Regions from separate parts of the Mus musculus genome. Here regions 2 and 3 are each linked to region 1. Evidence: chromatin contacts called from public Hi-C data. All regions are on one chromosome and are shown on one strand. The core of a region is the stretch at or near the end of the contact, and the rest is flanking DNA. Distances in the headings are between cores, read along the strand shown.

The links. A called contact is a pair of places that touch in the nucleus more often than the background predicts.
Region 2: a contact with region 1 is called in a Hi-C map of liver, with 2.6 times the contacts expected there. The contact joins two enhancer-like sites. A contact is called at or near these places in 1 of 39 promoter capture datasets (liver), 2 of 15 datasets of contacts at CTCF or cohesin (large pre-B cells and pro-B cells), 16 of 484 Hi-C or Micro-C datasets (the C10 cell line, the G1E-ER4 cell line, adipose-derived mesenchymal stem cells and 6 more), 3 of 115 datasets of contacts at active chromatin or transcription factors (heart atrium, kidney and large pre-B cells) and 1 of 9 other capture datasets (embryonic stem cells).
Region 3: a contact with region 1 is called in a Hi-C map of uterus, with 4 times the contacts expected there. The contact joins the promoter of 9430078K24Rik here to the enhancer-like site in region 1. A contact is called at or near these places in 1 of 15 datasets of contacts at CTCF or cohesin (large pre-B cells), 23 of 484 Hi-C or Micro-C datasets (the 3T3-L1 cell line, the AML12 cell line, B cells and 14 more) and 7 of 115 datasets of contacts at active chromatin or transcription factors (the NIH/3T3 cell line, embryonic limb bud, fibro-adipogenic progenitors and 4 more).

The regions. Positions count from the first base shown.
Region 1 is chr12:79,353,388-79,356,061 of GRCm38.p6, forward strand. The region is part of intron 7 of Rad51b (RAD51 paralog B); the gene reads left to right. Among named protein-coding and RNA genes, the nearest start is that of Rad51b, 57 kb to the left of the region's middle. Within about 2 kb of position 1,369, at least 56 of the 459 cell types and tissues checked have an H3K27ac peak or open chromatin away from gene starts, as enhancers often do. A contact at or near this core is called in the G1E-ER4 cell line, the NIH/3T3 cell line, embryonic fibroblasts and 4 more, where this site is marked.
Region 2 is chr12:79,993,599-79,996,272 of GRCm38.p6, forward strand. No RefSeq gene overlaps it. Among named protein-coding and RNA genes, the nearest start is that of Gm36834, 25 kb to the right of the region's middle. Within about 2 kb of position 1,298, at least 61 of the 459 cell types and tissues checked have an H3K27ac peak or open chromatin away from gene starts, as enhancers often do. A contact at or near this core is called in heart atrium, liver, palatal mesenchyme and 1 more, where this site is marked.
Region 3 is chr12:79,934,899-79,937,572 of GRCm38.p6, forward strand. 9430078K24Rik (RIKEN cDNA 9430078K24 gene) reads right to left here and starts at 1,366. Exons shown (of 4, transcript NR_131074.1): 1 at 1,289-1,366. It overlaps 4933435C09Rik (a long non-coding RNA gene), which reads left to right and starts at 1,641. Exons shown (of 3, transcript XR_381736.3): 1 at 1,641-2,641.

The DNA.
Region 1 (2,674 bases), core at 119-2,618:
CAAAAAATTTTTTTAAATGGCAAAAGTGAAATTTTTTAATAAAAAGGCATAAATTCAGAATACTGATGACAACCGGGCAGCTGCCTGGTGGGAAGATGGCTTCTACTGCCCCCGTTGTGTCTCGTCTTCTGGGGCTACTGGAGTGCAGCAGCTGTGTAGAAAGCAGCAACATTCACGTCAGCATGTTCTAGTCACTGAATGTGTGAGACCAGCGTCTGACAGTGTTGTTTGCTTGGTGAAGGTCACTTCTTGGTGATTGTGCTTTGGTGTGTCTGTCTCCAGCATGGTTATTTACACCTTCAAGACCTAATCTAGCCAGGCACTGTCAAAGCTTCATAGACAGATACCATCACTCTGTAGATTAGGGTTTCAACAGAGAATTTTGGGAGAGATGTAAAATTTTAGTCCACAGCAAATTATCAGATTAGAGATATTCCACCCACCCCCCATCTTCCTTTCTTATTGCTGGGAATTATCTCTAGGGTCCTGGCATGCCACTGAGTTACATTAATAGCTTTCTAGACAGAAAAAGTGCTAATTAAAAGAGTAGTTGGCAGGTTCATAGGCACGCATTTCATAGCCATGCCTTGTAACCTACACAGTGTGTGTGTGTGTGTGTGTGTGTGTGTGTGTGTATTCTTTTGCATTTATCAAATGTTTTATTTTTATTTTTTAAAGTCATGGTGTTTTGCTGGTTAAATATATTCCAACTTGAATCGTTTTAGAACTTTTGCTTATGTTAAGTTGCAGGAGAAAGCACTGGAGATGCTGGCTTAGCCAAACTATCATCTCTTACATTCCCACTTTATTCAGCCATTCACTTTTTTACTGTAACTTTCTTGAAGCCAAGTTACAGTCAAATGAAGGAAACATGTTAATAAAACCGTAAGTGTGAGGAGTGGAAAGAGATAGATTAAGAAAGAGAGAGTTGTCATCTGGGAAACACAACACCAGTGAGGTAGAGACCTTTCCCACGGTCTGTGTCCCGTGTCTGCCCCAGGTTTCCATTACTCCACTCAGACCCATTGTCCAGGTCAAAAGCGTTCTAGCTGGTCTGGCCCCCGACATTTAAGTATTCATTACCTCAGTCAGTGCATGCATATCTGTATTTAATGATGTTTGTGCTTGCTTACTTAGGGCTTTTAAACTCTTTGCCGTTTTAGAATTCAGGGTCATCAGTGTGTGTATGTGGGATAAACCCCCAACCAAACAGAAAACTATGATTTCCCCTTTCATCTGTGTCCCATGTTATACCAATGTTCCCTGAAAATAGCAACAGTTTTCTGGGAAAGGTCCCGACTGAGGCTGTTCTCACCCTTTACCCCGGCTCTCCAATTCATGTTTCCATCTTCCAGTGTGGTCATGTGCTTGCCCAAGCCTGGCTTGTGAACCGTGGAGGATATTCGTGGGGTTTTGTTTTTTAAGCCATACACTGTGCACATGATGCAGTATTTAATTTGGAACGAGCTCCAAGTTGAGTCACACGTGCTTCTTGTGGTGTTTATCTTGGAGTCCACATGTAGGAGGAAAGTATTTTTGCATTTTATACATCTGGACACTGTTCATGGTCTTTCTGTGACTTGGGAATTGTGTGTGGGGCAAAATCCAAGGAATAGTATTAAAATAACACGGAGTTATAATGAGGTCCGAGTGCAGCCCCTCAGGAGTACCCTTCTGATCCCCGCAGAGTTTGACTTTGGACGTGGTGAACTTTTTCAGCTGTGTGGTTCACTGGTGGCCTGAGTAGATTGGTGGACTATAAATTACCCGACACCCTCCCATGCAGTCCGTGTGCTGCTAGACATGAAGTCTAAACGTCTTTGGCAAATTTGGTTCTTTAAGGGGAGTGTTTTGACTTGATTTTGTATGGGGCAAGATAGGCAAACTGAGTTCTGCTCACGGCTGCCCTGCCTGCTAATCCACTGCACCTTATGAGACTTTTTAGGGTCTCTCATTGATCTTCTGCTCCTCCCTCAGTTCATGCATCCAGAACTACAGTGACCCCGAGACCATCTCAGGCTGTGTGTGAGGGTTGAGGGCGATGGAGGTGATGGTGGTGTCCGTCGTGTCTGCTGACTTTATCCTTTTTATGATCTCACACAGGAGGTTGTCATTTAAAACAGGGTAAATGTGATGTGGTTGCTCCAGTGCCAGGTTTTGGGTAGGGGTCTGCTAGAATAGGGCAGGTGAGAAGAGCGTATAGAATGTTGCTGCTCTGAGTGAGATTGCATACGGACAGTGGATAGGGTTGCTTCTTTGTCCCTCAGCCTGGTTTCCTTTAGTATCTGCATGAATTCTGTAATGCAGATGCAAGCTGGGAAGGCAGAGTAAAGCTTCAAATGGACTGGCCCTTGAATGAAAGAGGGCAATGTGTTGTCCATCATTTGGGTGGAAAGCTGTTTGGATCTTTACTTTCTATATAAGGGCTGTTTGCTTTTCCCTTCTTTCAATGTATTAAAGAGAAGAAAAATCTAATAAAGTAATTGGACCTACTGGTTATAATTCATACAGAATTTTCAAGTGTGTTTAATAGTGGTCTCTCATACAACTTTAAAGAAATGAATAATTGGAGAGGAAGGGTCACAGTTGTGTTGTAGTTTGGGACCCAGCAGAGTCCGAGGAGGTTTGAGTGATTGGGTGAACTGCTCATCTGGGAGCTGTTTCTTTTGGCTGC
Region 2 (2,674 bases), core at 48-2,547, 640 kb after region 1:
AGCTTTAGAAAAAGAGTGTGTGCAGTGCCCAGGCAGCCACTTCCTGCACTGCACAACTGCTCTGGAGAAAGGCAAGAGACAGAAAAGGTGTGAGAATCTCCCCTGCAAAACAGGTCACCAAACCCAGAAGAGTGCGGAACAGTAGGGGACAGAGTAGGCAGGAAACCCCCCACAGAACCATCTGGGGACACACAGGGGATCTACTTTCCTCCGGGCCAGCCAGTTCTAGTGGAAAAACAACCTTCCAGCCTGGGGAGCCTGGCTGGGCCACCTTCTGGTCTGTCTTCCTTCAGATCTAGTTCTCTCCCCTCTGGGGCCAGGGCTTGGGGGAAGGCTCTGTGAGGCTCAAGTCTTCATCTGGCTCCCTTGAAGCCAAGCAAAGAAAAATAGCCCTTTGCCAAGATCTTTCATCCCGGCCATTTACTCTCACAGATGTTTTCTGCAATATAAACAAGAAACAAGGAATGTTGGGGAGGAAAGGAGTGTGGGAGGGGGCAGAGAAGAAGGAGTGAACTGAGAGCTTTGAAATCTGCCCTTGCAGAGAGCAGGAAGCAGAACCCCAGCAGGGTCCCTCCTGCCCTGTTGAGTGTGGGCAGTCTCAGGATCACTGTAACAGGACAAGCAGACCATTACTGCTCTGATAGGAGGTTCTGGAGAAGGCCAGCCATCACAGGCCACCCCCTCCCCCATGCCTGGGAACTACTGCGGTCTCTGAGATAAAGCGAAGTCAAGGAAATACAGCCAGGCTGAAGCCTGACCCCACCCCAGCCCCCCACTTAGCACTCCTAAAGCTGGCATGGTTCAGGGGGACCTCGAAGAACTGTGAACATGGGCAAAGGGGCGTGGCCCACACAGTGGGCATTACTAGGCTTTGGTTGTACCACAGGAAAGGGACTGTTGGGCTGGAGGAAGCTGGAAGAACACAAGCTATAGTGAGTCAGGAAATAAACCCAGGAAGCCAAATGTCTCCAAATTCAATGTTTCCCGATTTTCCTGTTGAAGTCACAAGCTTTGAAACTAACAAACCTTGGGCTGAATACTCAGATGCCTATGGGAACCAGCAGAAGCCCAAAACACAACATATAGGGGACCTAGAGATAAGCCATGACTCAGTTTCTGTTGGATTCTTTAAAGAGAGCCCAGAGATCCGTAGTTTCCCGTAAAAATCTCCTGCTTTATTTTAACAATATTTGCAATCACTAAGACAAAGACACGCCGTCGGCCACATGAGTGGAGCCCGTGGGCAGCTCTAGTTTGTAAATCACAAACAGTTGCCCAATGTTGTCGTCAGTCAGCTGAATAAATGCTAACATGTTTACTCTTCCTGCTTCTGACTTCACAAAGGGATTAGTGACAAGGTTGAAAGCCTAAACAGCAAGCTTTTATTGGGCGTCTGTCTAGTCTTTCTTTAAAATGGAGATAAAAATTCAGGTGGGTCCAGAACAGAACCTTTGTCCCAGACCTCTAGCATGTGTTTATGTCTCTGGTTGGAAGGCAGGAACCTACCGTGATGGGATTGACTGTGTGGCACAGAATGTCCAGGGGAAAGAGACACCAGGTTTCTCTGAAGAGGCCTTGTGGGGCTGAAACCATGGGGAAGGGAAAGGAATGGCCACTCCTTGCAGTGGTTTCTGAAGCTGGCAGGCTATTCATTGAACTTAGGACAAGGAGCCCAAGAGACCATCCTTTAGAGCATCCAAGGGGATGTTAGTGTGGGGGGGGGGGGTTGCACAAGCATTGTCGGAGGCTACTGAAGCAGTGCATCCATTCAGGAACTGCCCCCAAATGCCAACTTTTTCCAGCAACTTTAAAGGAAAGAAGTGCACATATTTCACATAAAGGCCTGAGTGAGTATCTGATACCCAAGATTTCACAGACATGGCTATCACTTTGAGCTCTGTGAATGCATGGAAAGAGTGGCGATTATGACTTGGCCCCAGGATTCCCAGATATCCATTCATACATTCCTTACAACATGCTGCATGGTAGTCATCATTATTCCCACAGCACAGCACAGGAAACAGACTAGTACAAAGGCTCTCTGGGACAGAAGCCCTTCAGCCACTCCTGGGAGTTGATGATGCTTGATGCAAATTACCTGTCTGGGGTTTCAGGAAAAAAGGTGTGCCACACCCAGGTCTGCCTGAACACCCAGGATCTTCCTCTATGCTGGGGAAATCTGCATTTTCAAAGATTCCCCCCAAAGTCTCTTGAAGAGAAATGCCCGTCTTGGAGTGCCAGAGATCCAAGCACTAAAGACTAGTTACTGGATGTGGTCCACCACCGCCCCCTCACCAAAGCTGATGAGCAGTAGTGTGAAGGAGATACAGAAAGCAAGCATCAGCCGTGCATTGGATATGTCGAGTCCACAGGGATTCTTTAGGCTCATGGACCTCCTGTTCATGTGATGATACTGTTTCCTCTCTAACAGTTTATGTCTCCAATACCTCTAACACAGCCAGAGTCATGTCACCACATGCTGTTCTACTAGCCACAGAATATGATCCAGTCACCCTGCCTTTAACTGACACCCACTGGTGCTTTCTTTATGGCCCTCATAGGCAAAGCCCTCCTGTATCAACACTTTTCAGATACCCAAAGACCTCACTCTTACCCTTCATATTCATCACATTTGCTCTCTTCATATGTTCTCCATGTGACCTTCTCTTACCTC
Region 3 (2,674 bases), core at 116-2,615, 580 kb after region 1:
CTCTTGGTCAGATTTCAAACGATGGAGTGGGAGTTGCTTCTTAGAAAAAAAAAATCTCTTTCTATACAGGGCTGAGATCAGTGGGAAGTCTTAGGCCTAAGCCTATTAAGTTGATGGTGATGAAGGTGACATTTCTGTTGTTATTTGTCAGACAGAACAGAATACACCATCAACCATCCCTTGGTCACATTATAGGTCTATGAAACAAACATTGGGAAAGATTGACTGTTTGACAGTACTAGCTGGGGACAATGGTACATGCCTTTATTCTCAGCATTCAGGAAACAGAGGCAGGTAATATCCATAAGTTTGAGGCCAGCTTAGTCTACATAGCCAGTTCCAGAACAGCCAGGCTACATAGTGAGGCCCCATCTCAAACAAACAAACAAAAGTACTTTAGCATAGTTCCCTCTAAGGAGCTCACAGCCCAGGAGGAGGGCTGTTGGAGAATGGAGCTTAAGTCACAATGTAAAGAATGAGCCATAGCCACACAGAGGACCATCAATCTACCCAAGGATTCTGGAGATGGCACATAGAAAGAAGACCTAGAAGTTGGGGCTAATTGAACCAGCATTTTCAAGCACCTGAATTGGCTTTTCATGATGGGAGTGATGAGTGTGTTGCCCAAGGTCCTTGCACTCTGGGGAGTTAAGGATGACAAGCTCTTAGGGAATGGGAATCCTTTCACTGGGAACCACGGCTACACCCTTGGGCAGTGTGTCTGATGGACTAGTGGCCTCAGGCATGTCTTAATGTTGCATGTAGTCGGACATCTTAGAACAGAGTTCCAAAGCTGGTAGCATGTTCTTCTAGACTCTTCTCTTTTTACAAAAGAGAAGGCCCAGGTCTGCTTAAACAAGATCAGATGAAAGTCTAAAACAAGTCACAGTGCCAAGCTCCACATGTTCTGGAAGGTTCTCCTAGACTGTGTCTCTAAAAGATCGGGGTGGAGAAGAGTCCCGTAGGCCCAAGGCAGTGTCAGGTTCCCCCTTTCAGTCAACAGGAATAGAAGAGCCTTTAAGCAAAACCATATTTTTTTACATGTAAGCAAAACTTCTTAGAGAAATACTTAAGACAGCATTTTGTTGATGAGCCCAATGCCTTGGACCCTTCCTCGCTCCTTCCACCTGTCCTAAACACCCAACTTTCCATTCCCTGAGCAGCTCCACTCTCAATTGCTACATCCCCTAGGAAAAACTTCTATGCCCTCCCCATGGAAACAGTCACCCCCTTCCCTTCACACAAACCCATCTTACCTCAGGAAAAGATTCCGCATTTCCCTGCTTACCTGTGTGCCTTTCTGAGGCCAGGAAGTGGGGTTTTCTCCTCTGACACCCACCCTACTCCTAAGGGCCCATAAAGCTTTTAGTGAATGGACTCAGACTGCTATAAACAGCATCTTAATTTGCCCTAGCGTCTTCTAGCAGAGCAGGGTCAATCGCAAAGTCTCTCTTGATAAAATCAGAGAATGTCCTCATCCCCTAGTTTCACATATAAAGACTCTAAAGTGTGAATAAGGGAGGCTAGTCCAGGAGTAAGTATGTGTCCACACCAGGAGTGTAACAAGTGCTCCTCAGACTAGGATGAGCCCTACCAGGACTATGCTGAGACCCCCAAATTCCTCAGAGTCCATACACCACCCAAAATCAGATGAAAGTCTAAAACAAGTCATAGTGCCTAGCTCCAGAATGTTCTGGAAGGTTCTCTGAGACTGTCTCTCTAAAAGGTTGGGGTGGGGAAGAGCCCCCATAGGCCCAAGAAAGTGTCAGATTCCCCCTTTTCAGTCAACAGGAATGGAAGAGGCTTTAAGAAAAACCAAGTATTATTATTTGTTTGTTTTTACTGTGACTCAGTCTGTAGTAACTGGGTTAAAGTCCACTTTGAGACTAGGAGAACAAAAGACCTCCTGTTAGTGCTGGAAGTTTGCCTCTTAAGATATCCCTGAGGGGAACTGGGAAGAGAAAAAAAAAAAAAAAGGAGAGCCAGCAGCAGGACAGAGGAAGCTGTGGGCCTTCAGGAACACAGCCGAACTCTGGAAAGGAAAACACACTGCCTTTCATCTCTAGGCCTATCTGCACTGGCCGCTCCCTTTGCCGCTGTTTTATGGCTCACTGCAGGACACAGGCCAGTGCCCGATTCCCACACTCCTCTAACACGCTGAAACTGCCAGGGGTTATAGCAAAATAGACAAATGTCCACAGCTAACCAGACCTAGGTTCAAGAGGAGGGGGAAGAAGGGAAGGGAAAAGAAGGAGAGTTGGAGGGAGAAGAAGGGGATGACCCCACCCTACAGAACTCATTACATGTTGGGTGCTGTTCTGAGAGTACCCATGGCAACCCATTGTCTCGACACCCAAGAGGAGTCTAATGAGCTAATTCCCGGGGCCCAGAGGAAGAGGCAAGCTGGACCACTCTATTGGAGAAATCTATTCCCTTTAGTACTGTGGAGGAGTCACATGGCCAGTAGACTGAATCTTTCAGGCTACACACTAAAGCCATCTGACTCCAGCACTGGAGGACTTTATCCTTCTCTTTTCAAGTAGAAAGAGAATATTGAGGAAAGACAAGGCAAGAGTTCTCGTCCCAACCCTGCCTGTGACCTTTCTCCATCACCCTATGGAGATGTCCCACCTCCCAGATGGTAAGATGGGTCTGCACTGTGATTGCCTGTCCT